Regions from separate parts of the Mus musculus genome. Here region 1 is linked to region 2. Evidence: chromatin contacts called from public Hi-C data. All regions are on one chromosome and are shown on one strand. Each heading gives the region's core, a stretch centred on a gene start, on an enhancer-like site or on the middle of the called end of the contact. The rest is flanking DNA. Distances are from core to core; before and after follow the strand shown. Region 1 has its middle 17 kb from the start of Mir3105. Region 2 overlaps Nadsyn1 (NAD synthetase 1).

Evidence for each region. Hi-C and Micro-C count contacts between places; a contact is called where the count stands out from the background.
Region 1: a contact with region 2 is called in a Hi-C map of embryonic fibroblasts, with 1.6 times the contacts expected there. The contact joins two enhancer-like sites. A contact is called at or near these places in 5 of 484 Hi-C or Micro-C datasets (the G1E-ER4 cell line, embryonic fibroblasts and embryonic stem cells) and 2 of 115 datasets of contacts at active chromatin or transcription factors (embryonic stem cells and pancreatic cancer cells).

What each region holds. Positions count from the first base shown.
Region 1 is chr7:144,024,028-144,028,308 of GRCm38.p6, forward strand. It overlaps a transcript of Shank2 not described here. Among named protein-coding and RNA genes, the nearest start is that of Mir3105, 17 kb to the left of the region's middle. Within about 2 kb of position 2,269, at least 17 of the 459 cell types and tissues checked have an H3K27ac peak or open chromatin away from gene starts, as enhancers often do. A contact at or near this core is called in embryonic fibroblasts and pancreatic cancer cells, where this site is marked.
Region 2 is chr7:143,798,853-143,802,927 of GRCm38.p6, forward strand. It overlaps Nadsyn1 (NAD synthetase 1), which reads right to left. Exons shown (of 21, transcript NM_030221.2): 17 at 939-1,070; 18 at 189-258. Among named protein-coding and RNA genes, the nearest start is that of Mrgpre, 16 kb to the left of the region's middle. Within about 2 kb of position 2,614, at least 45 of the 459 cell types and tissues checked have an H3K27ac peak or open chromatin away from gene starts, as enhancers often do. A contact at or near this core is called in embryonic fibroblasts and pancreatic cancer cells, where this site is marked.

The DNA.
Region 1 (4,281 bases), core at 1,019-3,518, 220 kb after region 2:
AGGCCGACAGGGAGCAGTGCTGTATGCTGTATGCTGTGTGCTGTGTGCTGTGTGCTGTGTGCTGTGTGCTGTGTGCTGTGTGCTGTGTGCTGTGTGCTGTGTGCTGTGTGCTGTGTGCTGTGTGCTGTATGCTGGGGCCAAAGACAAGTGATCCCTTCATGGGGAGCCAATGGAACATCGTCTCTTCTCACTCTTCAGCGTATGCTTCTGCCTTTGACCCGTTCCTGGACTCAGGAACCCCACAGCAGCCATTGCTCATGCACCACATCTATCTATGCCAGACCTGGCTTCTTTCTCTGTCCCTGCTGGAGTGGAAAGTGGGGCAGCCTTAGAAGCGGGAACCACTGGGGCCAAACTAACATCTGTCAGTACAAAGGACTCTGTAAGATGGAACATGAAAGGCCCGACCTCCCCCAGACATGGTAGTTTTCTTTTTTCAGCCCAACACAGGTTGTTTTAGAGATAGCTTGCCTACTTGCTCATCCCCAGAGAGGCCCCGGTGTCTATCCCTGCAGGTTGCGTGGCCGTGGTGAGGGACCCTTGGTGGTAGTGGCTGAGCAGGCTGGCTGCATGGTGAACTACTCAGCTGCAGCCCGTGCAAGCTGGCAGAGCTGCAGCAGGGCCATGCTGCCTTCAGCCTACTATGGTGCTATGGCACCAGTGTGTGAGCATCTTCATTCCTTTCTTGCAGGCTGCCAGCAGGTCTTGACCACCCTTAATGCTACCTCATTCACAGTAATACGGGGTCAACAATCCCGTGTCCTATTGGCCTACATGCAGCTGGGACACGTGCCCTGTATGCTCTGGTGTCAAGCCTGCAGTATTGGGAAGCCCTCGCAGCTCCTGGGCCCAGCTGAGCTGTTGCTACTTCTGCTGCTGCCACAGCTGTGGTCACTACAACCACTGTCACCTCTGCTGCTGCTGTCACAGCTGAAGCTGCTGTTACTGCTGCCAGCACCACTGGCAAGATTTAGCAAGCAGCAGATTATGCCCCCTCTTTGTAGCCCCCCCAACATCTCTTGACAGCCCCACACAGGAGAACCCAATGAGCATGAACATTTCTGGTGTTGAATGCAAGAGTGAGAATGGCTTGCTTATCTGCCAAGAGGTTCTGTGCACAAGTCCAGCCATTAGACAACCACTGGGCAAGTGCCTGCACTATCCCACCTCTTCCTTTATCCATGTATTGGCTCTTGGATCATCACTGAGCCAGGCTGGGAGCCTTGTCCTGACCACTGCTCCCCTGTGCTCCAGCACAAGCTTCTGGCTAGGGTGAGTGTTTGCCCTTCTCTGCTCCCAAACACAGCAGCAGAGGCTAAAGCTGAGCCAGAGATACTAAGAGTAGAAGATGCTGGAGGTACCAGGTGGGCCACACTTGGACTTTTATGTTTATGCCCCAAAATTAGCGAAAGATTTCCCAATTTTTTTGATTTAATAAAGAAAATTAATTAATTAAGGGAGCTTGCCTGCATGTATGTGTGTGCACCACTTCTGTGCCTGGTATCCATAGAGAACGGAAGAGGGCACTGGGTCCCCTGGAGCTAAAGCTAGATGGTTATGAGCTGTCATTTGGATTCTGGAAACTGAACGTGGGCCAGGGCTCTTCACCACTGAGACATCTCTCCAACCCCTGTTGATCCTTCCATTTACTGATAACCACAGCCCCCAAGCAGCAAACCCCATGCCAGGGGGGCCGCCCCATGTCCTCTGGGTCTGTATGGGATGGAGGACTCTGTCCTCCTTCCATTATCCCAAACTTTGTTGGATAATGTCTCTCACTCAGTGGAGAAGCTGGTCTGTGTCCATCTAGTCTGTGAAGCTACAACTGTTTTGACATTAAAGAGTATAAGGTTGGCTCGAGGTTAATGAGGACCCATGGCTCCAACCCGTGGCTGTCAACCTGCCTGCTTGTTAGGCCACCTGAGAGCATTGAAAGTGCAATAGCCGTAGTGAGGCAGTTAAATATCAGTCTCTGGCCTGGAGCTGGTGTGTTCGAAAGAACTGCACAGCCGGGATGAGAGCATCAATAGCTTCCTGAGAACCAGGGGCCTGGGTGGAAATCATGACACCGTGCATAATAATCTCATGAGTCAAGCCATACACCCCCCCCCGCCCTCCAAAACCCATAAATCCAAAGCACTTTGATATCCAAACCTTCCAGACCAGAAACATAAAGATGAATGGAGAATTCCACTCCTAACCTCAGGGCCTGGGTTGTAGCTGAAACGTGCGTGCAGAGACAGTGGTGTCGCAAGCCGCCAGCAGGCTACATATGTATGACACACAAAGGAATTCATCGTCAGACCTGAGTCCCCTCCACAAGATGGTTCATTATGTATGTGCACATATTTTCAAACTGCAAGCCGTCTGGCATCCCTGGGGATGCAGGATTCTTATCTTGTGATACTGTCACATCAGGTTTGAATACAGACCCTTGTTAACTCCACACGGGTGAATGAGGGGCTGGTGAGCTGGCTTAGCAGTTAAGAGCATGCTCTTCCAGAAAACAGATTTCTGTCCCTGTTGCTCACAGCCTCCTGGAACTCCAGCTCCAGGGACTCTGATGCCCTCTTCTGGCCTCCACGGGTACCTGCACTCCTGTGGCATGTACTCACACAGGCACAAGTGATAAAGATAAGTCTAAAAAGAGGATAGTGCATGCATGAACAAGTGAATGCTAAAAGTTACTTTGAAGCCGGTGCCTAACCAAGATGGACAGGGAGGGCTGAGTCCTTCAACCCCAAACCTTGGGTGCCTTGCTGGATCTTTGTGTGGCTGAGAAGATGCTGATAGAAATCATGAATGTGTTCGGCTAGTGAATACAGGAAGGCTCACTAGTCCTGAGATAGCAGATTAATTAATTAGTTACTTTTGAGACACAATCTCACTATGTAGACCAGGCTACCTGGAAGTTACAGAGATCAATCTATGTCTACTTCCCAAATGCTGGGATTAAAAGTGTGTTCTGCCATGCCTGCCCTGCCCTGAGATTTTAACTGAGTACCACATAGAGTAAATTTTTACTTAACAAAACTTCCTGGCTGTAAGGGGGGTCATTGCTGGGGCTGTGCCTGCAGGTGGGGCTGGACAAAAAGAAACAGTGCCAGGTCCATTGGGAAGATCCTACTGAAGAACTTCATGGGGAGGGGTGTCATCAGGTGACCTGGGATTTCTGAGGGTCTCTGAGGACCCTGTGGGGCTTCTGGGCGCTAGGAAGAGGGGCCACTAGCTTCTACTCTTTGATGTCCTAGGTCAGGGATGGATCCCTTACAATTGGGATAAAGCCAGGTGTCTGGGGTTTTGTTATGATATCTCTGGATCAGTGGGCACTTCTTTTCATTCTTAATTAAGTGTGTGTGTGTGTGTGTGTGTGTGTGTGTGTGTGTGTGTGTGTGTGTGTAGATGTGATAGTTGACTTAAATTATCATCTTGATACACTCTAAAGTCACCTGGGAAGAGAGTCTCTAACTCTGGCCCATGCCCAAGGCTATGGGGGCAGCAAACTGGTGCAGTTATCCCAGGACACCTGATGGTGAGGGCTAATGGCCTTGATGTGCACAGAGGTGATAAAGGGTGGAGCGAGGTGTACCTTGTCGATTCTGCCTCTTCTATAGGGCAGCTGCAACTTAGTGCTGTTTCAAAGTGGCCAAATGGGCCAGGATTGGGTCTGGTGTAGCTGTAGCCTGAGGCCTTGTAGGCTAACATTGAGGTATGTCTACATGGAGACAACCATGTTTTTCTGAAACTTACTGCCAGATTAGGGACTTGGGAGTGAGAAAGGAGCCTGGGTACCCTTATCTCCACAGGTACAATCTTGGCATATATGTAGTGTTTGAATCAGACAGTGCTTGTCCTCCTGAGCCTTGTGGAGGATACAGAGCAGTGGTCATGTTAGAGAAGAGGACCCCCGAGGAGCACCCTGACTTAGGAAGAGTGGCTGGGTGATTGTGCTGGTACCCACTGTGGTCCCTCTGAGGAAGAAGACTACTGTGTGTCAATATGGTGTGAGGCCAGAAGGAGACCTAGCTTTGCACGTGGTGGCCCAGTATTAGCTTTGTACATGGTGGCCCAGCATACAAGGTAGGCAGAAGGTGCATCTGCTAGAGCCTGATGCTGCCTTCTCGACCTGTGCAGCCAAGTAGTACACCATTGGAGTGTGGGGGTGTGTTTTCATTCATCGACAGACATGAATTAGCTGTGGGCAATTGGTTTAGATTCACATGCACTGGCATTCCCCACAGCCACGGTGTGAGTGAGTAACTGGCAGTGAACTTACCTTGT
Region 2 (4,075 bases), core at 1,364-3,863:
CTCACATTCCCTCTGACCCACATTATCTCCCCTTTCCTCCGCCCTAACCACAATGAGCAAGCTAAGTCAGAATGTCTGAGGTCAGTGATTCTGTCAGCCTGACTTAGCCAGGGGCCTGGGGCGGCAAGGTCTGGCTCCTTTTGGCAGAAGGATCCAGTGAGAAGGGGAGACACATCCACCATCATTACCTCATCCATCTGAGACACCTGCCCATCAGCTAAGGGCTCCAGCTCTGCAGTGGCCGGTGCTGACAGGATGCTGCAGGGAGACACACAGAGCCAGTCACCAGGGCTGCTAATGTGCTCAGGAGCTCTGGCAGGACATCCCGAGACAAACTGCAGTTGGGTTGGCCATGCCTGGCAGGGCCATGTCTGGGCTCATTCATGACCCAAAGGACAATGAATTAAGGGCAGAAGGATCTGACAAGTGCAGGGCAGGGACCTTCTACTGCAGGACTGTTGGGGTCAGGAGACTTAGCAGGGCAGGTATGGTGGGGTAGTCTGGCACACTGCACACTTGGGAGGATCCCCAGTCTGTGGCTACGAGCTGCCAGGAACAAACTCTCTGTGACAAGCAAGGGGATCTCCACATATTGCTGAGGTCCCCTGTGGGCAAAACTGACTCTCTGAGGGGAGCAAGGACACAGACATTTTCTGGTACTAGGAGCAATGCTGCAGTGGCCCGACAGGCTGATAGGCTGTGATGTCCTCAACAGATACCCAGAGATCAGGCCTGTCAGGTGCCAGCACAGTCTCCCTGCCTTGAGACAGCTGCAGAAGAGCCAGTCTTGGAAGAACTGTCACTTAAGACACTTAGAACTGTGAGTGCAGGAACAGAAGCTGAAGGGCAGGGCACAGGGAGCTAAGAAGGGTGGTTGAGTAGGGCAAGTGTGACCCCAGTGGCCCAGGAGCCACAGGAGCACTGGCAGGAGCACTCACGTCTGCAGAACAGGAAGCTGGAAGCGCTCTGCGCAAAACTGGACAAAGGCTCTCAGGTCCGTCTTGCTGATGCCGCCTATGGGGTTGATGTCCGCACTGGAGCAGTCGTACTTGGTCAGGTAGCCGAGGAGACTGTCAGGGAGAAAGGACAGTGTCCTCATGGTTCCTGGGGTATTGAGGGTTATAGGGTATACCAGTGCTGGCCAAGGGCTCCCTTCTTCCAGGGACCCTAGAAGTCAGAAGCCCAGCCTAGCCCAGCCCTGGCCCTGGAGGAAGCCATCAAAGTTACACTGAGCACACTGGGTAGACACCTGTTTTGGCTCAGAATGCTTGGGCACCACAATCAGCCACTTGGAACAGCTTGTCTAGAAGGCCAGGGTCAGCTAGGTGGAGCCAAAGGTCAGAGACCCTGGAAGGGAAGACAGGACCTGGCACAAGTACACACTCAGCCTGGTATAAAGCTCGCACAAGTACACACTCAGCCTGCTATCCACAGCTTTAGATCCAGGACCTCACATGGCACAAAGGTCCCTAAAGGTAAACTGACTCCAGACAGAGACAGACCTGGATTACAGGGTGGGGTTGAGAGGCAACCACAGGCCTCCTCAGGGGGAGTAAGAATTAGAGAGCCAAGGCCACAGGGAGCCATCAAGATGCTGATGGTTGGGAGAGTCCAGGGAGGGTGGGGTCGGTGGTGAGCATGGGGAGAGCTTCCGGGGGCCTGGAGGAGGTCCAGCAGTCTCAGCACTTCGAGGGCTTGGAGCAGCTACCCTGCAGTGACTGTGAGAACAACTCAGAGCTTACACACCTCCCAACCCACCCACTGCCACAGCTCTGTCCCAGGACACTGGGTTACCTGGTGAGATGACCTATCTCCCGGCTACATAGGAGTTTTTGCTGACCCAATGGCTCCAAGCTAAACTGGCAAATAGTGATAAATCTACTAGCCTCAGGTAAGCGTCTTCAGATAGGGCAGAGGGATAGCACAACTGTGGTGGGACTCAGACTGCCACCAGCAGAGACACATCAGGGCCCATAACACATGCTGATCTACACTTTCCATTGCTTCAGGGGCCCTGGTGGGATCTGGCTTTGTCCTTTTACCTCCTGCTCAGGTGACACTAGTCATCAGCCATGGCTGCCTACAGTGTACACCTGGCCATTGTTCTGGCCTCACCCTGGCCTTCTGTTAGAACACACTCACCTATGAGTCACCCACAGGCTTGGGACAACAGTCCTCTTTCAGAAGGCAGCCACCAAGTAGCTTGGCTAATGTTAGAACCCCAGGCTTGTAGGCTTTCCTGTCCCTCCCTGAGGGACGCTCCTAGGCCCAAGTTAATGTGTACAAATTACATGAATTGTACTGTAGCCCTGCATTTCTCCTGGAAAGTGAGATTTCTGGCAGGAATCATCAGAAGGTACCTGACAGCCTGGATTTACCTGTACCCCAAATACTGAGTGACCCAATGCCCAGGAGGTGACCCTTTACACCACCTGCCAGCAACATGTGGAACCGGATGTACCCCTCGCAACGTCAGTGGGAGTAGGCGTGGCAAGCCGTGCCAGGCTACTCTGTCCTGACCTGAGCCCACTGCCAGTCTGTTTGCAGTAGAGGCCACAGCTGCAGGATAACTCTAAACCAAGTCCTAAGTCCTCTAGTAAGTCATCAAAAACACTCATGGAACTTATTGGGCCCAAGATGCCACAGGCACTATCCATCATTCTTGTGGCTGTGCCTCATCATCTCTCTCTTCCTCTTCAAGGTCCTGACTCACTGCTTCTCTTGGCACCATCTCTTGGAAAAAGAAAACAAACAAAAAACCCAAAAGCTGGGTGCCACTGCAGAGGGGTGGCAACCCCATCATGCTCCTGTTTCCTCCTCTCAACCCCACCCTCACTGGTGATTCTTACCCCCTCCTTAACAGCTCTGGGGAATGGCCCTGTAGGTAAAGCACTCTACACAATCACGAGGATCCAAGTTCAGATCCCCAGCACCCACATAAAGCTGGGCACAGTGGTAGCCATCTCTCCTATGAGTGATCCCAGCACTCCTATGGAGACAGAATTTCCAGAACCTTGGAGGGCAGCCAGCCTGGAGTACACAGTAGTGAACCACGACAGCCTGCCTCACACAAGATAGATGAGGACTGATACTGGAAGCTGTCCTCTGACCTCCACATGCATGCCACATCGAGCATGCATGCACATGCACACACACACACACACACAATCATACACACACACACACACACACACACACACACACACACACACACTCACACTCATATAAAACTTGCTAGGCATGGTGACACAATCCTATAATCCCAAAACTCAGAAGGCAGGGGGATTGCTTCTAGTTTGAAGGTAGTCTGGGTTACATAGTAAGTTTGAAGCCACCAGTGCTTCATGGTAAAAAGCTGTCTCAAAGTCAAACCAAACCAAACTGTGAATGGCGGGGCTTGGGGTGGTGGTGGTGGTGCATGTATATGTGAGTGGGTGGATGGATAGATGATTGAGGCCAAATGTAGATGTATGTATGTATGTATGGATGTATGTATGGATGGATGGATGGATGGATGAATGAATGAATGTATGGATGGATGGATGGATGGATGAATGGATGGATGAGTAGGTGGATGGATATATGGATGTGAGGGTGAATGAACAGGTAGACAGATGAATGTATGGGTGGGTGGGATGTATGTATGTATGTATGTATGTATGTATGTATAGAGTGTATGTATGTATGTATAAGTGGGTGGGGTGTATGTATATATATGTATGTATGTATGGGTGGGCAGATGGATGGGGGATTGGCTGGTGGATGGGTGGTCAGAGTAATGAACAGACAGATGGGTGACTCAGTTCATAACTAGACAGGTGAAAAAGACTAATCAATGAATACATGATGTCTTAAAATTCCTCAGCTAATGAGGAGCACGTGGGAACGCATGGGAGCACGTTAGGAGGTGTGGCGGCTCACCCAAAGAAAGTGGGAAAACTGAGCCTGGGAAGGGGAGCTACCAGTCTCCACTGCTGGGTCAGAGGTTGGGTGGATTGTACCTGGAAACAAGAGAAGCACTGGATGTTGTTAAAGCAAAGAATAAAGGGATCTGTCTCCAGTTCACAGAGAAAAA